2 separate regions of the Mus musculus genome follow, and region 1 is linked to region 2. Evidence: chromatin contacts called from public HiCAR-type data. All regions are on one chromosome and are shown on one strand. Each heading gives the region's core, a stretch centred on a gene start, on an enhancer-like site or on the middle of the called end of the contact. The rest is flanking DNA. Distances are from core to core; before and after follow the strand shown.

Region 1 (4,954 bases), core at 2,163-4,662, 1.2 Mb after region 2:
CAATACTGGACGAGATCACTTAATCTGAACCAAGAAATTATCAGGTTTTTAAATACCTCCAACTCATCATAACCTAGTAGCACCATCGCTATGACATTTTGATCTGTTTCACTTATTTTGGTATCACATGGTTCCTGAAGATGTCAGAGACATCTGAAATGGTTGCTAAATATGTAGCAACCAGAGATGAGGGGTGACGGCACATCTGAAGGCCACGATATTTCTTAATGTTCAAGCAGCCTCTCTATGAACTCCACAAGTATACATCAGAGCCACGGTAGGTCCTGCCTCACACTATTTCCCTTTGTAATTGTGAAAGACAACAATATCTATTCAGTGTATATAGGTGCTAGGTTAAAAAGCTGACTCAGACTCACCTCTTCCAATTATAATAAGTTAGGCAGGTTCCTTTTAAATTAACAGGGTCTCTGATTCCTCATTCAGAAAATGAGTGAGTTTGTTTAGAGTGATTATTACAATAATTAGTATTGATATCTCTCCATCTGTATCACTCAACTTATCAAGAATTCACTTGGCCTTCAAGAGACCTACCTCCACAAAAACTTCTAGACTTTTTTTTTTTTGCATTTTTTAAAGCTCATCACCAACATATCCAAATTAGCATCTACTAATTCTCTAATTGCTTTGCTGTGTGTTGGTTCATTCACATTTATACAGAAAACTCCCCCTGGAAACCATAACGTTGAATATTTAAATTTTCCACAATGTTACACTTATCTGGCATTCAATGACTAATCATTTAAACTGAACCTGAACAAAGATACAGAAAACATGTATACAGTGGTAAGCCTCCCAAAGGGTGACTTTCATCAGCCTCCTTCAAACTATTCTTATGGACAGCACAAACTGACCATCTGGCTTGTATCAGCATAATCAATCAAAATTTCTGTTGGGCAGTGCTACTCTGGCATGTATGAAGATTGTTTCCATGCCCAGTTGAGAAGCTCAAAAGGGAAAAATAATGCAAATAAACATTAATTTGCTACACCATCATATTAGCCATTAATAAAGATTTGATTCCCAATAAAATAAGGTGTGAGAAAATTTTACCTAAAATGAAGATAATAATCTTCTACTAGAAAAGGGGAAAGAAATAAGACGTTTCAAAACTCCCCCAGCCTTTGGCTGTCATCAGAATTCTTAGTAAGAGGAGACTAAGTTAGGATGTCCTGTGGGTGGGGATTTACCCACCCTCACCGGAAAAGCAGTGGGATACAGGCTTAACTTGTTCGAGCAAACCCCCCCATTTCCATCTTCACTCCGCCCCCAAATAACTAAGGCGTTAGATATGTGTTAAGTTCTTCCCTAGAGAAGGAAAGAAAACAAGAAAGGTTCACACAGAAGTGTTCTCCAGACTATATTTCATTTAGATATTTGAGTCAGGTATATTTCATGTTTTATGAAACATGAAGCTTTTATTTTGCCCTGTAAAAGTACATTTCTTAATTCACCCCCTTGTTATTGCCTTAATTTCCTTATTCAATGAATTTAAGTGAACTGGCACTATACGAACACTAAAGTAATAGGTGGAAACCATGGGTTAACAGAACTCATACCAGTGGGCTGAAATCAGGACAAGCTACAAAGTGATCTGATGAAACTAGACTTGATACTCAGACTTTTATTTAATAACCACACTACAGAAAGAATTCCTTCTGAGACTTTCATAGCAAGCATTCATAGAATGCTTGAGGGTCTGGAAAAGGGGGGATTTACTAAGGTGTGGGGTGAATATAGAATTAAAGGCAATTATAGCCCAAATTGTATTTAAAAGCTAGAAAAATACCATGTAAATATCTATAAAAAAAAAAAAAATCCAGAAAGACGATGGTAGGGCTTTACAATAATGAATGTCTCGATTTTTAAAACAAAAAGGGATATCTTCTTTTTTTTTTTTTTTTTTGGTTTTTCGAGACAGGGTTTCTCTGTATAGCTCTGGCTGTCCTGGAACTCACTTTGTAGACTAGGCTGGCCTTGAACTCAGAAATCTGCCTGCCTCTGCCTCCCGAGTGCTGGGATTAAAGGCATGTGCCACCACGCCCGGCCAAAAAGGGATATTTGTACAGAGTGCCTATCCCTGCTTTTAAATCTTTCACTTGTTTGTTTGTTTGTTTAGTTTTTGCTCTTGTTTTCTGAGACAGGGCTTGGTTTGAAGCCCAGGCGGGCCTAGAACCTACCTTCCACAGTCAATCTCCCAGCCTCAACTTGGCAATTGTTTGCTTTTTGTCTTGTGTTTCTGATCAGCCAATTAATTGACCTTCTCAGGGGAAACCTATCTAGTCTATCCGCACACAGCTTAAAGAGGATTGCTGTAGGCACCCTCCTTTAGCCATGCCCACACACAGTGTAAACTGAAGTGGAAACTAAGCCAAGCCTCCTTACACTTTGGCCTCTACCTCCTCCATTTAAACTCAGTAAGACCTCCTAGCCTAAATAAAACCAATGAAAGACACAGATCTCAAAGAAGACTCAGAGAATGGGTGGTATCATTGTTTCTTTTTACCTACCTCAAGGTCAGTTATACTCTTCAAGGGCCTTTGAAAGAAGAAACCCCGAACAGTATGGTTTCCCCATGACCCATAAAAAGGCATAACCCTGATCATATGATGAGCTCCAGTGCATATTCTATTCCTTTGAAGTCACATACATGTATGAGTTGATTTTGAAAGACTCTAAGGTCCAACTCTATTTATTGTATCATGACCACCACTCAAAACACATTTAATGCACTGGTATAATTTTGTGCTTAAGTTTTCCACACAGTCTCACACAACTACTGAAGACTACAGCTGACTTGGTAATTTCAAGTCTGGAATTAAAAATAAACAAACAAACAAACAAACAAACAAATAAATAAACCTTTGTGCCACCCCAGTACTGAACTTCCTTTTAAGGAAAAGCTCTCTTGAGACAGCCTACGGTGTCTGCACCACAGAGCATATCAAGACCCAAAGCTTGTGCAGCTGTCAGGAAACAAAATCCGTACTTGGTCATCTGTCCTGCCTTCACCCCTACCGAATGGGGATCTTCACTTCGTACCGCAAGAACAGGTTGACCTATGTGTTCGGTCCACTATTACCTCTCAAGGGGCGGGGCTCCGACTTAGGCTCACTTGGTAACCTTGACACCCAATTAGCAGGGTTCTGCCCCAAATCGGTCCAGCCAATCGCCGCAGGAGAGCCAAGACGAGACATGACGTCAGATAAGATTAACTCGACGCGTCACCCCGACGTCAACCTCTCCTCTGTCGGACGTCCCGTCCTGAGAGCAAAACTCCTGCGACTTTGGGCCCCGCCCCCTTGAGGTGAAGAGCAGCCAATGAGGGAGGCTCTGTGGGGATTCAGACCAATGAACAGAGTCCAGGGCGGGGTGCGGGCTCGAGGGTGGGGCGGCCCGCAGCTGTGGAAGCCCGAGGTCTAGCTGCGCGCAGTATATGACAGTACGTCAGCAGCGGGATGGCCGTAGCTGTGGCGGCGGCTGCAGGAGCCCGAGCAGCCGCGGCCGCAGTGGAGGCTGGAGCCCGAGCGGCGTCCGCGGTGGCACCCCGGGGAGTTTAAGATGGCGGCGGGGGGGGCTGCGGGACTGCGGGAGGAGCAGCGGTACGGGCTGGCGTGCGGGCGGCTGGGGCAGGACAACATCACCGTGCTGCATGTGAAGCTCACCGAGACGGCGATCCGGGCGCTGGAGACTTACCAGAGCCACAAGGTGAGCGGCCGGCCGGGCAGCGCTCGGGGAGGCGGCGGCCACTGATCTTTCTGCCGGGCGCCTGGCGCCGCGCCGGTGGGGCGCTGGCTCCCGCTGCTGCCTCCGCACCCGCCGAAGGGAACGAGGCCAGCCGCGGGCGCCGACGCCGCGGTCCGGGGCCTCTGGATCGAGGGCGCGGGCGGGCGGCCCCTTGTGGCGGGGTCGGCCTGGCCGGGGCTGCGCGGCCGCTGCGGGACTTTCCGACAGCCGCCCGCGGGGTTTCTGGCTTGTTTGGTCCGGAGGAGGAACCGGGTCCTTTGGGAGAGAAGTGTGGCGATCGCCTTACCCTCGGAGGGGGCGCACGGAGCTACCAGTAAAGAAGCGAGGGTCGGAGGCCGCGAGCGGTCAGAGTTTTCTGGGAAACGCGGAGGGATGGCTGAGTCGCTGAGCGAGGGGCAGCGGCACTCCGTGGGGGTGAAGACATAACTAGTACTCTCAGGGACTCGGAGACACTGGCACCCCTATTGCAGGCGAGAGTGTACATGGTGTACTCGGGAAGGCCGGGACACTGGCGCTGCGAGGAGGGGGAGGGGGACACACCTTGCACTCTCGGGGACTCGGGGACTCCAGCTCTGTGGGTTGGGTTCCCGGAGACACACCGCATACCGAGTGGCCGCAAACCGACACCTCATCTCCGGGAGAGACACCAGAAGACTCAAAATCAACTAGAGCCTGAAACAAGACGGCCGGGTCTGGGGAAAGGAATTCTCAGAAGCTCCGCGTAGCCGAAAGGCGCTCCGCGTCCTGTGCTGGCTCGCTGTCTGTTGGCGAGGAGCGAGCCCGAAGGTTGTGGGGAGACAGACGGCTGACTGGATGAGATTCTGCTCTTTTCCTGGGCCCCAGAGAGAGAAACCTGTGGTCTCCGCCTCATCCCATACTCTGAGCGCTTGACTCCACTAGAGGAAGAGGCTCCAAGGCACATACCCTGTAGCTGGAGTCCAAACCCAGGAACTTTCGCACAGAAAGGCACCGTAATGACAATTTAACCAGATGGGGGTATAAGGAAGCCGATTATGGGCATGTAAAAGGGGGTGGGGGAGTAGGGAGACGAAAGTGGACATGTTGTCGAAGGGAAAGACTATACCATATGGAAGAGCCAGGGGCATTTTGTTCAGAGAAAAGAAACAAACAGCTACACCCCACAGGATTTTCTAACAAGAAGTTCAGTGCCTACTAAAGAATATATTCC
Region 2 (4,950 bases), core at 780-3,279:
TATTGGTCTTCTTAAGGGACTGGTATACCATACAGCTCCTTCAATCCTTCCCCTAACTCTTCCATAGGGTCCCTGACTGGAGTCCATTGGTTGGCTGTAAGTATCTGCATCTGTCTCAGTTACTGGTAGAGCCTCTCAGAGGACAGCCATGCTCAGCTCCTGTCTGCAAGCACATAGGTGTTTTTCCTTCTCAAATGGATGTCAACCAGTGTAATTTTTCCATGTGGCAGAACTATGCTTTTCTCAATTAGAAAACGGGAGCTTTAGGCACACCAGGCATTAATGTTGGTTGTGACTCTGTAATGATGGATTGAGCAGCTTGTTACAGACCTGCTTTTTGCTTTGAGCATGTGCCAAGTGGCTGGTTGTACATCACAGTTGTCTCTCCTTTGTTATAGTTTGGAGCCAGCTGTGTAGACAAACCTGGGGAGCAAACATGTGAATCCTAGCATCCTAGTCTCTAACCGGCCTGCTTAGCATACTAACCTGTGGGGTGTTTTTGACACAGTCCTCCATCAGCTAAATGCTACTTACTGTCACTATTTCTTAAGCTTGGTAAACCATTTAAATCATCAATTCTACTCTTCTACATCTCAGCTTAGTATGGGAGTGCTACCCAACACATGAGATGCCTTTTAACAGCTCCACAAAATTAACTACAAATGGATCTTATACTTAATAGGTAAATGCTGGGGGCAAAACTTATAGAAGATTCAAGAGAAACTAGGGCTCTCCAAGTTTGGCATCCTGCCCGTGAAATTTCTACAAGCAAGCCCCTAATCCTAATGTTTTGAGCTGATTCAGCCCTGATACTGATGTTATTCAGAGTTCACCGCCTGTTTTAGCAAGTGAGGAGCATCACAAAGGACCGCACAATTGGCCACATCTGGTTACATCTGGCTGAGGCTTCCCATACAGCCCCAGAGAGGACACACCACCTCAGCTCCCACTGCTCAGCCACCTGCCCCTACCCATTATAGACAGTAACCATGCGCTTACCATGTTTCAAAAACGGAGCTTACTTGAGGTCCACTCACAGCACCCAACAGCAGCGCTCAAAGCAAGACACAGAGACGGTTCAATCCTGTAGAGCAAAAACAAACTTCCAGCAAGGCATCCGGAAGACCCCGCCTCATTGTCTGACTGGCAGTTCGCCCTGGAATCCTTGATTGGCCAGCGAGTCTTACCCCGCCTCTAGATTAAAGTGTGCTTCCTGTCCCGGTCCAGTCCTTTTACAGATCTCGGGAGTGGTTTGCATTCGGGTGGCATTTGTGCCTATCCTCCTAGAGCCTCCTCTATCTGTGGTCCCAGGCCGACTTTGAGGAGGATCCACCATTGCAGCTCCGGCTGTTCATCCGCCTGCTCCTCCCCTTTGTGGGCAGTGATCTCGCACTCACCATGTCTCAACTTCGGAGCTCGCTTAAGGTCCCCAATGGCACCCAACAGCATTACTCAAAGCAGGACGGAAAGGACTATTCACTCCTGCATTCCAAAACGAACGTGCAGCAAGCCACCCGGAAGAACCCTCCTCATTGTCTGACTGGCAGATCCGCCTGGGGCCCTAGATTGCCCAATGAGTCTTACCCCTCCTCAAGGTTAAATAGAGCTTCCAGTCTTGGGTCAGACCTTTTCCAGATCTCTGGTCTGACTTGCTCTCCATTAGCATTTGTGTCTATCCTCCGAGCGGTGGGAGTGGAGACAGCATTTCAGCTCAGGCTGTTCAGCCGCCTGCTCCTTCCCGTTGTAGCAGTGGTCCTGCACTCACCATGACCTACTTCCTGGCTTGCTTGAGCTTTCCTCACAGCACTTCCCCTTCTTCCTGAAATCAAGGTCGCTAGCCTTTTACTAAACTGGGAGTGGAGTTATCAATCTGGCTCACCAGTGGAAGGATGCCCAGGATAATAACACTAAAGAGGATTTTAGGATACAAGAGTTTTGTTTTGTAGCTTGATGCTGGACCAGGGGAAATGCAGGTCCTTTTCACCAAAGAGGTATGAAACAACCTTGGGAGAAAACCAGGAAAGAGATGACAAACAGTGTAGAGCACTGTTGTTAGCCAGCGCATCTTCCTCAGTGGCAGGGTGGAGACAAACCACAGTTGTATTAGTACAGATAATCGTACCTCATCTCATAGGACGAATTTCTTTATGTATGTAGAAAGGGGATTAATAGAATGTCTCACAGACAGTGGTCCTCCTAGTCCAATAATGGCTTAGCACATTCATTGCCAAGGGAAAGAAGAAAAATCAAGGACTTGTTGAGTTCACATTGCTTGATATCTCAGCGGATCTTGAGAACTTACCAGAATTCTGAAGAAATACGTACTTACTAATGCCAGTTTAAAAACAAAACAAAATGAATGAATGAACAAACAAAACACCTTGCTAAAAAATGTAGGGAAAGAAGTAGACAATTTGAAAGAACTTCCCTGTTTAAGGTCCTTTATGTATGTAGGTTTCAGAAAGAATGTGTAGCCTGGATTAAAGGTGGATCTTAAACTCTCAAAAGACCAAGATATAGCAAGGGTTTCTCACTTCAAAAGGAATAATTAAGAAAACTCCCTTACAGGATGCAGGGTTAGAGTTAGGGGATTAGAGGGTTAGGATTAAGATAAAGAGTGTTTAGATTAGGGTTAGTGTGGTTAGGGTTACAGGTTTAGGGTTAGGCTCAGGGTTAGCACAAAGATTTTGCTGTGCTATGTGAAATCAGCTCCTGTCTCTTCTCTCATCTGCCTTCCCAGTCCTCTTTTTCATACTATCAGCATCTTCCTTCCTGCCCCAAAGAAAGTCATAAGGGGGCTATGCAAGAACCCGGAATTCCCTGATGGGAAATAGGTTTACTTTACTCAGGGGCCCAGTTCTCATACAACAGAAAACCACTATTTCTTCAGTTGTTGTTTTAAATTTCACCTAGGGAATCCTCTTAAAATGTAAGCAATCATGGGGCTTGGTGTCTTTTTTTGATAATGATATAAAGCATAGACCATTTAATTTTACCAGGTCTTTAGGTAATATAACCACATGGTTCAAGATCAAATGGTAGGCACCATTATTCTTGATGGTCCCACCGAGTCAATAGTATCCCTATTACACAAAGAAGAAATATCAGACTTACAAAGTATTCGTTTTGCATCTTAATGTTTTGTTTTGTTCTGATTCTAGTAACTTCTACCTTACAGATTTAATGGCTCCTCAAAAGAACCTAAAAGTTTTCCCATCCACATACCTCCAAAAGTGGCATACTAACAAAGGATACAATGACTTTGATATTCACAGATCCCAACAGACAAGTATAAGTTACTAAGTGCTAGTAAGGCATTTTTTTAAGATTTTTTTTTAATGTCCATGAATATACACTGTAGCTGTCCTCAGATACACCAGAAGAAGGCGTTGGATTCCATTATAGATGGTTGCAAGCCACCATGTGCTTACTGGGAATTGAACTGAGGTCCTCTGGAAGAGCAGTGCATGCTCTTAACAACTGCGCTATTGCTCCAGCCCGAGGAAGGCCTTTTTAATGTGACTGATTTAGAATATCCATAGTCGCATAAGAAACACCTTGTCAATTTTGTGTATGTAAACCCAGTGAACTCACTGACATCTTTCATTGAACTATGATAATTTTGAGATGTGGTGCCATTGAGAACTTAGAAAGAGGGGATAAACATACCTTGTTCCCCACCCCTGAATAAATGTTGTCATAGTAGAATGTGAATTTATTTGTTAAACTTATTGTATCTTATGATATTAACAAATATAAAATGTTAGAATGATCGAAAGAAAGAAATAGTTTTAATAAAGAAGGATTCATATATAGATTAGGATGGAAATTTCCAAAAATGAGAATTAAAAAAACTCCTACAAAGCCTTTGGAAGTTCTGAAGGAATAAGTGAGGCATTTAAGGCACTTAGAGTATGACACTTATGGTAAATATTATGGAATAAAAGTCTCTGTCTTCAGATGAACATTTATGACAAACTGCCTGTAATCTAAGTTTAATTCTATCCTGTGTCCAGGCTATATTGAGGAGAGTCAAAATATGGGGATGATTCCCTCAGAGCTTCCAAGGGAAGTCACACTCAGTCTACCCAAGGGTATTGAGAAATATTCACTAAGAGGGAAAATAGTACAAAGCAAAGCTTGAAGAAACAAAAGTTATTTAGAAGCCCAAGTGATAACTTAGGCATGGCTTTTCAACAGGCCTACCGGAACATGAACTGAAATTGATTTTGCTGAATATGAAATATGATCCCCTTTAAAGTGCAGTGTGTCTATTTAGCAACTGAAGGGACAGCAGTCCTCCAAAGTTATGTTTGATCATGTCAAATGTTATTTAGATAATGAGTTCTCACTCCAGATTTCCTTTGCCATAAATGGATGTATCTCAATATCTCATACAACATACAAGAATGTGGGTTACTTCAGCACAGCAGGGCCTATATACAGCTGAGGAAAACTGAGCAATCTTCTTAAATACTGAGGCCAAGTCTAAAAGCTATATACCAAATACAGAATACTATCTCATTATCAAATAGTACTTCTCACTAATAGATGGTGTCCTTCAGTACACTAATAACAAATGCTCCCTGATTTAAAAGTGATGCAGGATATTCTTTCATCAAACTTAACAGATTTGTAGAATTATTCAGGTATCCTATTTCGTGTACTTGGACTTCAAAAGTCCCTGGTACAAATTCTTCATTAAGGGTTCTAAGGTAGGAAACAGCTGATTCAAGTTAATCCTTTTTTGAAGGGCTCTGGAATATAGTCCAATTCATAATGGAAGCATGTTTCACCATACTGAACATAACTCATGTTAACAATGATGGTAAAAATATTTCTGACAAATTTAACTCTTCATATATCACACAATGTTGTAATGAGGAGAGACAGTGGCTGAATATTAACTTATACTGATCGGTTCAAAATTCCTCAAGTTTTCCAGCACAC

The links. HiCAR-type assays count read pairs that join an accessible place to other places.
Region 1: a HiCAR-type map of astrocytes shows a contact between it and region 2, with 3 times the contacts expected there. The contact joins the promoter of Ell2 here to the promoter of E430024I08Rik in region 2. A contact is called at or near these places in 1 of 39 promoter capture datasets (hippocampal neurons), 1 of 484 Hi-C or Micro-C datasets (B cells) and 3 of 115 datasets of contacts at active chromatin or transcription factors (astrocytes, stem cell-derived neural progenitor cells and thymic regulatory T cells).

The regions. Positions count from the first base shown.
Region 1 is chr13:75,704,072-75,709,025 of GRCm38.p6, forward strand. Ell2 (elongation factor for RNA polymerase II 2) reads left to right here and starts at 3,413. Exons shown (of 12, transcript NM_138953.2): 1 at 3,413-3,726. The coding sequence starts at 3,580. 1700037F03Rik (a long non-coding RNA gene) reads right to left here and starts at 3,086. Exons shown (of 3, transcript XR_873683.1): 1 at 3,008-3,086.
Region 2 is chr13:74,461,583-74,466,532 of GRCm38.p6, forward strand. E430024I08Rik (a long non-coding RNA gene) reads right to left here and starts at 2,030. Exons shown (of 8, transcript XR_003950546.1): 1 at 1,627-2,030; 2 at 1,000-1,084.